2 separate regions of the Oryctolagus cuniculus genome follow, and region 1 is linked to region 2. Evidence: chromatin contacts called from public Hi-C data. All regions are on one chromosome and are shown on one strand. The core of a region is the stretch at or near the end of the contact, and the rest is flanking DNA. Distances in the headings are between cores, read along the strand shown.

Region 1 (5,062 bases), core at 1,716-4,215, 280 kb before region 2:
ATTTCTAATATTTAGCTTCTTTGGTTCCAAAATTTACGTTAAATGAAGTATTACTTACTGTTTCTAAAGGTAACATAAAAATTCTTTTAAAAAGACCAAATTTTCTGTGACACAGCTTATGTTGTTGGTGAACGCTACTTAAAACTCTGCCATACAAAAATCCTTCTCTATCAGATCATAGTTTTCTTTGATTTTTATTTTGACTTATTTTTGTTAATTTATTGTTTTATAACTTTGTTTTATTATTTGAGAGGCAGAGAGACAGAGATCCCATCTGCTGGTTCTCTCTCCAAGTACACGCAGTGGCTGGGGCTGGGCTGGGGCCAAAGCTGGGAACCAGGAACCCAGTCTGGGTCGGGTCTCCCACGTGGATGGCAGGTACACAGCTCCTGGAGCACCTCCCAGGGTCTGCACTGGCAGGAAGCTGGAGCCTAGACTCGAACCCAGGCACCCAGAAGTGGGATGTGGGCATGTTAAGTGCTGGGCTAAGCACCTGCCCCAGTACACCTTTAGTTTTTATCAGGTAGGTGTTTTAGAGTTTGAGATTCAGAGTTAGGTGACCTAGGCACTGGTGTTGTGGTTCAGTGGGTTAAGCCGTGGCCGCCTGTGACACTGAGCACCAGTTCAAGTCCCAGTTGAACTGCTCCACTTCTGGCAAAGCAGCGGAAGGTGCTTGGGCCCCCTGCCACCCACAGGGGAGACCCAGATGGAGTTCCAGGCTCCTGTAGCCTGTCCTAGCCCTGGCCATTTCAGGAGGGAAGCAGCAGGTGGAATATCTCCCTCCCCCCACTCTCCTCCTCTCTGTTGTAATTCTTTCAAGTAAATATTTTTTTCTAAAAATAAAAAAAATAAATATAGCTAGATGACCTTTATTTGAGAAGTTAAATAGGATGTAAAAGTGTTTTTTTCTTTTAAAAGGCACATTTTAAGAACACGAAGAATTTTGTTAGGATGGGTCTTTGGGTAAAGGGCAGGCTCACTCGATGATCTGTGTGCGTGTATTCCGTATGCAAATCCTTGTGCCAGATAATGTGGGAGACACAAGAAGGACACCTGGGTCCCTGCCCCTTGGACCTCACAGTCAAGGGCACCAGAATTTAACATAAAATATAGAGAAATGCAATGAGGATCCTAAATACATTTAAAAAGCTGAGGGACAGGCTCTGGGGGTTAAAGGAGCCAGCAGAGGCTTTGTGAGAAAGGAAAAATGTACCAGATGTTAGAGATTGTGCAAGATCCTGACTTAACAATAAAAAGGTGTGGGAAAAACCTAAGCAGAAGGAATGGGGTGAGCAGAGGCCTTGAGATGAGAAAGCCCCAGGTGAATTTTCAGTTTGGCTGCAAACATAGGTGGAGGAACAGGAAATGAAGCCAAATGGATAAGCTGGGATCCTGTTGTGCAAGGCCTTGGACCACAGGCCGGGCTGTGTGAGCTGCAGCTGCGCATCACTGGGGAATGCTTGCAAGCGTTTGTGTACCAGAGTGATGGCCTGAGAGCAATTCATCTGGAAACCCTAGCATAGGGGTGGGGGGTGAGAGAGGAGAGGTGCGGGGAGACGTGTGAAACGCCTGGGCCTGCAGCTTCCCCCAGGGTCATCGGGGAGGACCCAGAGTCCAGGGCCGTGTGTGCAATGTGGGGAGAGAAGAAAGAACACAGATGTCACATGTGACGGAATGCGCTGGCAGGGCGTTCTCCTGATTTATTCTCTAAGTTAATCTAAGTCCGGTCCCAGACGCCCCATCTCCAGTTCATTTGCCAGCACCGGCAACCCTCTCAGGGGTTAGCTCTGTAGCAGAGGCCAAGCACAAGGAGGAAGGCGCCCCCGGGGCTGTTTTGCCTGCACAGACCATAGTGATGGGTGCTGGGCTGTGTGGCAGCTGGAGACGGGCCCCAGGCTAGGGGCATCAGAGCTGCATCTGGAAAATCCCCTCTTTTCGTTGCAAAGCCCCTGTTACCCCTTTTTGGATGATCTACCTTTAGGTAACTTGCGTAGCTCTTGCCTTTCGTCCAGGAGGCAAGGGGGCCCAGAGCTGAAGAGAGCACATCTCTGGCCTTGGGCTTTCTCTGTACAAAGAGTTAAATGGGGTGGCCAAGTAAGGATGTATAGGTTGTTCACTGCTCAAGATCGTGAGCTGTGGGGGAGTTTGGGGGCCTGAAATCCAGCCTGTACCTTGTGTGCCAAGCTAGGCACCGGATCTTTTCTGCCAAGAGGAAAAGACACCTTTTTAAAAGTTCTGCATACAGGAGCTTGTGGTGAAAGGGACGTCCTGGTTGAAGGAAGGAAAATATTTCCATTTGCGAGGAGGGTGAGTCTTTTCATAGGGAAAGAAAACCAGTAACAACCCCCTCCCCCCAAAACTAGTGAAAATGCCAATTTCAGCAAATAACCCTGTTACGTATGTGGTTTTTAACCAGACTTTCACATTTAAATACACATGTGTAAAGCAGGTGATGTGGTAAGGCTAAGCCCCACAGATGAAATCGCACGCGCCTGTGTCTGCAAGAAACATCAGAACCGATTCATGGCACCTTCCATCACCAGGCAGTCACCCCGGGGCCACCAGGAATGGAGGTTAGAGCAAGGACACCCAGCCTGGGTCACCTCCTCACGTCGCTTCTGCTCCAGGGGGAGAAGGAAACGGGAAGACACAGGTGGCCAGGTGTGACGGTAAAGCCAAGGAAGCCCCCGGGGCAGGAGCTCCGAGCGGGGGCTTGCATGGGAGACACAGCAAGTCCTGGGATGATGGGGGATGGGGGGTGGGGGGTGGGGGGTGGGGCTGGTTCCCAGGCGGTGCAAGCATGCAAGAGCAGCTCCTTTCTCACAGCCACAAGAGGCGCCAGTGCAGGGGAGGGCCTGCGTGTATTGATTATTTATTGCTACGTGACAAATTACCCTAACATGTGGCTGCTCCAAAAACCCATTTATTATTTCTGTGGGTCAAACATCCAGGCCTGTCCTAGCTGGATCCTCTGGGCCCAGGATCCCTCCCAGACTGCAATCAAGGCCTCTGCCAGGACCGCGGTCATCTCCCGGCTCAGCTGGGGGACTCTGCTTCCAAGCTCATCACGTCGTTGCTGGCAGGCTTCCTGGTTCTCTGAGCTCTTGGCCCGCGGACCCCAGCGCCTCACTGGGAATCTTCCGATCGCAGCCACTCTGTTTCTGGCTACGGGGGTCTCTCCATGAGGCCACTTTGCAACGTGGCAGTGGGATTGTGTGACTCAGAGAAGAAAGACGGAAAAGAATTGCTGAGCAGCTTAGAGCCACTGTGGTTGTGTGGTTGTTCCCAGCAGCCCCCGGGAAGTGTAGTAAAGGTAAATGGTTATATCCACAGTGTCTGGGGTTTGGGCTCGGGCAGGGTGAGGTAGGTGGGGATGGAGAGTGGCCAGGTTGAGGCTCTGGGAGGTCAACTGCATTGGGAGGGAAGGGGAGATGGGGCTTGTGGAGGAATCTAGGAATTAGACACAGAGAGACCGATCCAAAAAGGGTGCAAAGCATTTTTAAGTTGGTGATGCTGATGTGGGAAAAGTTTAGAGTGCGAGTGGTTGGAAGGGAGGATGAAGGTCACTAGGTGAGAAGTTCAGGAAACTGAGAGGCTGAGCTGTGGGCTGGTGACCCACTTGGAAGTGAGCAGTGAGCTGGACGGTGAGCTGGGTGCTGACACTACTCAGGGAGGGAGGGAGGGAGGGCAGCACGAGCCCCTGAGATTACAGAAGGGACCACATCTGGCGACGCAGTGCCCGAGTTGTCTTAGGAAAGTCTTCCAGTTCACAGCACCACCAAAGAAGAGGGTCGAGTACTTCTAATGCAGAGCAGAAATTTTGAGAAAGTAGGGAGAATTCTTCGGGACCAAAACCAGAGTGACAAGCGGGTGTTGCAGACGCTGTCTGCCTTGGGGCTTCGGTCATGGCTGAGGGATTTGGGTGAAGCTCCACGGCAACTGGCTGAGGTCCTCTGGTTCCCTCCCTGTTGACTCTGGCGGGCCCTGCAGTTGTCTCTGACCTGTGAGTGTGAAGATGGCTGAATCAAGCCAGCTCCGCTAGGGCGCCTGGGAAGGCAGCATGTGCCCCTGTCACCCATGCAGGAGACCCGGATGGAGTTTCAGGTTCCTGGCTTCACCCCACCCCGGCCCTGGTTGTTGCAGCCACTGGGGGAGTGAACCAGCAGATGGAAGATCCCTCTCTCTTTCTCTATCCTCCTCCCCCTTTTTTTTTTCTCTTGCTTTGTTTTCTCCTAGGCTAGAATGGAAACAGACCACCTACAAACACTCATAACCAAAGTCCCTTTCCTGCTCAGGTTCAGGGCTAGAATTCATGCTTCCTGGTTGGGTCTGTAAGTGCCAAGCCAAACTAAGAAAGTAAAGTGGGTCTAAGAGCACCACAGAGCCCCAGCACAATCCTGAGCAAATCCTTTGTGGAAATGGAATCTTGGCCAACTGGACATGAGCTCACATATGAAAATTAAAAAATAAAAACCCTGGGAAACCAGCCACAAGGAGAGGGAACGAGAAGGAACTTAACGGACGATTAGATCCCGAATGATCAGGTATAGACGACGATACCAGGAGGAGAGGAAGCATGGTTTCTGAACTGATGGCAGGTGCCTGGGGATGCTTTGGCTGTTCTGTCAAAAATCTTAAAAACTTTCACTCCCTTTCATTTAGCAATTTTATTCCCATTAACTTTTTCTTAAAAACTCATCTAATATAGATATTCATCATCATGTGCTTAGAATAATAAAAACACTTGCAAATAATCGATCTCCAAGAATAGGGCCATGAATAAGTAAATCATAGAAATTGTAGAGGATTATTCATATGTATGAGCAGTTTTAATGACGTGGAAGTGTGCTTACCACGTAACATGAAGGGATAAAAGCAAAATAAGAAACTGCTCACTAAATACAGCAATATTCAGCTCTCCTCAATTATTTAGCTAAATGAAAATATTTCATTTTTCTAGCATTCTATTTAGGTATTTAATATTCACAAATGGCAGAAGGGCGTAAGAAAACTGAGGGCCTTGCTAATATTTTGTTGAAATTCAACTGTATTGAAGGAAAAA
Region 2 (5,755 bases), core at 3,217-5,716:
ACTTTTTTTTTAAAGATTTTATTTATTTTATTTGAGAGGTAGAGTTACAGACAGTGAGAGGATGAGACAGAGAGAAAGGTCTTCCTTCCTTCCTTCCTTCCTGATTCACTCCCCAGATGGCTGCAACGGCCGGAGCTATGCCAATCCGAAACCAGGAGCCAGTCGCTTCTTCCCGGTCTGCCATGTGGGTACAGGGGCCCAAGGACCTGGGCCATCCTCTGTTGCTTTCCCAGGCCATAGCAGAGAGCTGGATTGGAAATGGAGCAGGCGGAGGATTAACCTGCGCCACGGTGCTGGCCCCAAAAGTTATAACTTTTTAATTTTTTTTATGTTATTCTTTTGGAAAGCAGAGAAAGAGTTCGCCCATCCACCAGGTCACTCCCCAAATACCCTCATTAGTTCTGGGCCAGGCTGAAGCCAAAAGCCAAGTCCAGGTCTCCCACGTGCCTAGCAACTTTTTCTCCAGACTTAATAGAGTGACTGCTTCTTGCTTCATGTTCAGTGGGAGCCTATTTTCAGTCTAAATACAAAATTTTAAAAAAGTACTGAGCAGAAATGTCTTATATGCCAAAAATGGCATTTGTGTTGCTAGCATCCCATTTGGGAGCAGTAGTTCAGGTCCTGCTGACGTACATGGGAAAGCAGCAAATGATGGCCCAAGTACTTTTGGGTCCCTGATGCCGCATGGGAGACCGAATGGAGTTCCAGGCTCCCAGCTTCAGCCGTGCCCAACCCTGGCCATTGCAGCCCTTTAGGGAGTGAACCAGCAGATGCAAGATCTCTCTCATTCTCACTCTGTGTCACTCTGCTTAATAAACCTTAAATTTAAAAAGTCTACAACCTACTGTTTAACAATGCTAAATCCTATGTATATTGTAATGGTAGTGTGGTCTTAAAATAGTGTTTAATATATAGGAATAAAATTACTGTGAAAATAATGTTTGGATGCTGTAGTGTTAAGTACATTTCCTCTTTTTTATGAAATCTTTTCTCTGTTTATATTTAAGTTTTATGAACAATACGATGATGATGAGATCGGGGCTCTGGACAACACTGAGTTGGAAGGTTCCATTCAAGTAGACAGCAGTCGCTTACAGGAAGTTTTGAATGACTACTATAAGGAGAAGGCAGAGAAGTATGATGACTTTCCTTGTTTACCTGCTTTTTTTCATCTCCAAGTAAAGTCTGTAGTTTGATAAATGATTTGTGAGAAAATTTAGCTCTTCAGTATCTATAGTAAGAAACAGTACATTTTGCCTTATACATTATTCATCAGTTTTTTCTTGAGAGGTAGACAGACACAAAGACTTCCCACCTGCTGTTTGCTACTTTATTCCCCAAATGCCCACCTGATTGCTGGGGCTGGACCAGGGCCAAAGCAGGTACTCAGAGTAGGAACTGAATCTAAGTGTTCTTTGTGAGTCGCAGAAAACCAATTACTTGAGCCATCACCACAGCCTCTCAGGGTTTGCATTGGCAGGAAACTGTAATCAGAGTAGGGAATCAAACTCAGGTACTCCCATATGAGACTTGGATTTCTTAACTGCTAGGCTAAAGATCTGCTCCTTGTTTTGTCTTTGTTTTGATATGAAGAGTTCTGAAGCTGAAAATAACAGGGGGAACACACCAAAAACTACTTTCTTCATCTGTGACTTGAAGAGTCCTAGAATAACCAAGGATCTTCTTCCAGTTGGAGAATACTATGGTGCTTTTAGCCACTGTGAAAAATTATTCTGACTTACAAGTATATACTTTGTTTTCATCTTTCTGAAATGCCAGATGCTCTGAGAAGTAGGTGTTCATGGTTTACAGAAAGATAAGAGTTTGTTTGTCCAACTGGGTTAGCAGAACTGACCAGTCAATTATTTGGCAGCTCAGCATTCATTTCAAAGATGACTCTTCTCTGAAACTATCAAGATGCTTAAATCTGCTAGAAAGGTCTGATCTTCCATGATCTTTGTACTATGTAGATCCCATAGTGGGAAAAGAAACTATGTACTGTGAGTACTTTTGGAAAACAGATGAGCTAATGTTTCTCTGGGCTTTAAAAAAACTTGTTTTCTTAGGACAAGTACCAACATGTTTAATATGTCTTATAATCTTACATACCTGGCAGTAGAGTGAATGTCTAGAATCTACTGTAACAAAGGAGCAGGCCTGGGTAGAATAAAGTTTTAACAAGGACAGGAGCCCAGGAGTATATGCATTTTAAAAATTGTTGTTTCCATAGCTCTAAGTGTAGCTGTAGTGACACATAGTATAATGGTGTTTTTTCCCCTCCTATGTCTTCACTTTTAAAAACTCAACCAAAAGCTGTGTGAAATTGAATACTATTGAGCCCTTTGAAGATCAAGATGTGCCAATGAATAAGCTTGATGAGTCTGAGGAGGAAGAACTTACTACTGTTGTTCTTGAAGAACCCAAGGAGAAGTGGGATTGTGAATCCATCTGTAGTAAGTATCTTAGTGTCCATTTCATTGGCAAAGGTCTGGTAGTAATTTTAAAGGATTAATACGTCAGCTTGGAAGATAGATATATAAATTTAGTTTTTAAAATTTTTTACTTTTATCTTAATCTGATAGAGATCTTCCATCTGGTGGTTTACTCCCCAAAAGCCTACAACAACCAGGGTTAGGCCAGGCTCTAGCCAGGAGCCCAAAAGGCAATCCTGATCGCCCACGTGAGTGGCTGAGAGCCATGTACTTGAACTATCATGTGCTAACTGTCCCAAAAGTATATATATTTTAGAAGAAGTTAGGCTTGAGGATATTATGGAAAAATGATTTTGGAGGATAATACTCCTATGATAAATAATTTAATAAGCATTTATAAGAAAGACTTCAGTGTGCTGATTGTGAAAGCTTATTCATACATAGTCTTTTGTTTTTTTTAGGCACATATTCAAATTTATATAATCACCCACAGCTTATCAAGTATCAACCAAAGGTAAGTCCAACTGTCCTTAGCTCTTTGAAATGTGCAATGCAGGAAATGGAGTGTACAGATTTTCTCAGTATCTTTATCCTTGTGACTAGAGTGCTTATCAGAAAAGCACCAATAGTGTGTCATAGCTGTGCTATTTTTAAGTATGAATAGTAAATAACTGTAGTGCCATTTCATCTTTATTTTAGCCCAAACAAATCCGACTGTCTTCTAAAACAGGAATACCTCTCAATGTCCTTCCTGTGAAAGGACTCACAACAAAGCAAGTTGAACGAATGCAGATGATTAATGCCAGTGATCTGCCAAAGGTATCAACCCAACCACGTTCTAAAAATGAAAGCAAAGAAGATAAAAGAGTGAGAAAGCAAGCTATAAAAGAAGAGCGCAAGGTAAAGCATATTTTTTAAATGTTACCCTGCCTGGTAGAAGGGAAGTTACAGGAAACTTTTGTTTATGAAAGTAGTCTGTATCAGTTTAAAGATTTGAAATAACGTAAGTATACTCTTGTACAGGAACGGAGAGTGGAGAAGAAAGCCAACAAGTTAGCATTCAAATTGGAGAAAAGGCGCCAGGAAAAGGAGCTGCTGAACTTGAAGAAAAATGTTGAGGGTCTAAAGTTATAGAAATAGAAGATTTGGGATAATCACATTCTCTGCAGTGGGCCCCTCATTATGTTCAGTAATCAATATCTTCAGAGTCAAAACTGTTCTGCCATCTTTACTGGCAGGTATTAAAGAGAAAAATCTTAATGTTTGTATTTTATAGCAGCAACTATCCCCTGTCTTGTAAATACTGTAATATTTTTAAATTTAATTTTATAAGCTTGGATTTGCTCTGAATTAAATGACTTCATGAATATGAAATGTTTGGTGAAATTAAAGGAAAATATCTTCATAACTTGAGTGGAATTGGTGTATTCATTTATTTATATGGTTGTCATAGTTGTTTTTTTGCAGATGTTCTCAAATATTTCTTTGAATCCTTTCCACGCCTTTTCAGGAATTACATGGTTTAATTTGCTGTATGTAGAAAAGTGGCCTGGTTAAACTCAATTTTGAAATGCTGAGTTTATTCTCAGTGGTGAGAAGAATTTTCCTGAGAAAGTTCCACTGGTAGGAAGCTAAGTTTTCCCTTGCTGTATACAAAGAATGATTTCAAAAATATGGTAAAGCTGAATATTAAGGTTGTTAGGATTCAGATTTCCTGTAGCATTGCCTGATGACTCGCTTTTGGGATTTAGGAACACTGAAATCAGGAAACAGAATAGTAGAAGAAATAATCAAGAAAACTTAACTTGGCTTCAGTGAGTCCCTAGGTCAAAATCAGAAATATTTACTTCAGTTCCAACTAGACAGTTTGTGTTTTCAACATTATTTAATGCTTGGAACAGTTCATACTTGGTTAAAATACAGAGTTGAAAACCTTCCCTGTTTTTGATAAGTTGCTTTTGTTTTAACTTCTGTAAACTTTTTCAAGGTGTAAGCAGTGATACCATCACAATTGTTGATTATTTGGTAAACTATGACTTCTTGAAACAGACAGATTAGTGACCCTTGTTCTTGTGCACCTGACTAATGTGTTATTACCTGGACTGGACTGTAAAAATCTGTGGTGACAGTGTCAGTTTGAGTTAGGAACAGAATGGCTGGGGCAGAACTGTTTTTGGCAGGTGAGCTGCATTTATATCTAAATTATTAGTGTCTTCATCTGTAATTTTTTGATTATTATGGCTTTTCCAAAGCTGTTAGGTGTTAACTTTGCTCTACCAAGTTTTAATCAGTTTAAATCTTAAGTAAATTATAGAATTTTTAAAAATTACAAAAAATAATAACATTAGGTATTCTGGCTACATTGGTTAAGAAAAAATGTTGGCTAAAGAGCTTGTTTTTTCAGAAGTAAGGTACTGAAGAATGTATTGAAGTGACAACCTTTAGAAGCAAAAGGTCAGATGGTGGTTTATGTATTAGGAAGGTAAATCTTAGAAGGATTGACAGTTTATTTTGATAGCTATCTAAATTTGAAGATTGTCAAAACTGGCAAGTCTTACAGTCACTGGATGTTACTTTGCCCTGTTGCTATTCTAAGTCAATCTCATGAGGTACTAATTTCATTACAGCTGGCTAAGCAGGTCTAAATCAGCATGTCTTATATTTTGCAATTAGGAGAATGCCACTAAGCCACAAGTCTTAATGGAGTATATTGTGATTCAGGCTGATTTTACTCCAAATTTCAAGATCCCAATTTTATTGAGGAGAGTAGTATTTTAAATAAGTTGATATTTCAGTCATCTATAACCAATAGGTGATAATGTTATGAGCTGTTGGGAATTTACAGAAACAGGGTTTTTGCTTTTAACAACTACATCTGAGGAGACCAGGCATGTGCAGCAAAATATTACTCAACACTATGACAAATACCATTTGTGATGAGGATCTTGACACTTATTGGGGCCCTGAAGTGTTTTTACTGCAAGTAAATCTTCCTCAAAGTTGGTGTTTAATTGTCATGTTCCTTACAAGCTTTTCCCTGAGCATGTATTTAATAATAGCATATATCCCTCCCTTGTTTTACATGATCCATAGCACCTTGTGGTATAGAAACTTTTTGAGTCTCCCCTCACTAGAATAAGCTTAAGGCAGAAATTTTGGTTTTTGCTTTGTCCCCAAATTCTAGAACAGTGCCTGTCATTTGACGTACAGTCAGTAAGTATATGAGTGAATGGATAGTCAGGAAAAAAATTTTTCAAATAAGACAGGGAGCAGTAGGACCTAGACTCACAGGGGTCAGCAGGAAAAAAAAAAAAAAAGATCTA

What was found. Hi-C and Micro-C count contacts between places; a contact is called where the count stands out from the background.
Region 1: a contact with region 2 is called in a Hi-C map of an unstated tissue, with 2.9 times the contacts expected there. The contact joins the enhancer-like site here to the promoter of ZC2HC1B in region 2. A contact is called at or near these places in 2 of 6 Hi-C or Micro-C datasets (psoas muscle and an unstated tissue).

The regions. Positions count from the first base shown.
Region 1 is chr5:24,930,079-24,935,140 of mOryCun1.1, reverse strand. The region is part of intron 1 of PHACTR2 (phosphatase and actin regulator 2); the gene reads left to right. Among named protein-coding and RNA genes, the nearest start is that of PHACTR2, 61 kb to the left of the region's middle. Within about 2 kb of position 2,965, at least 1 of the 8 cell types and tissues checked has an H3K27ac peak or open chromatin away from gene starts, as enhancers often do.
Region 2 is chr5:24,646,936-24,652,690 of mOryCun1.1, reverse strand. It overlaps ZC2HC1B (zinc finger C2HC-type containing 1B), which reads left to right and starts at 4,466. Exons shown (of 8, transcript XM_051855300.2): 1 at 4,466-4,612. The coding sequence starts at 4,585. LTV1 (LTV1 ribosome biogenesis factor) reads left to right here. Exons shown (of 11, transcript XM_002714857.4): 7 at 1,008-1,135; 8 at 2,314-2,453; 9 at 2,894-2,946; 10 at 3,132-3,332; 11 at 3,456-3,840. The coding sequence ends at 3,566.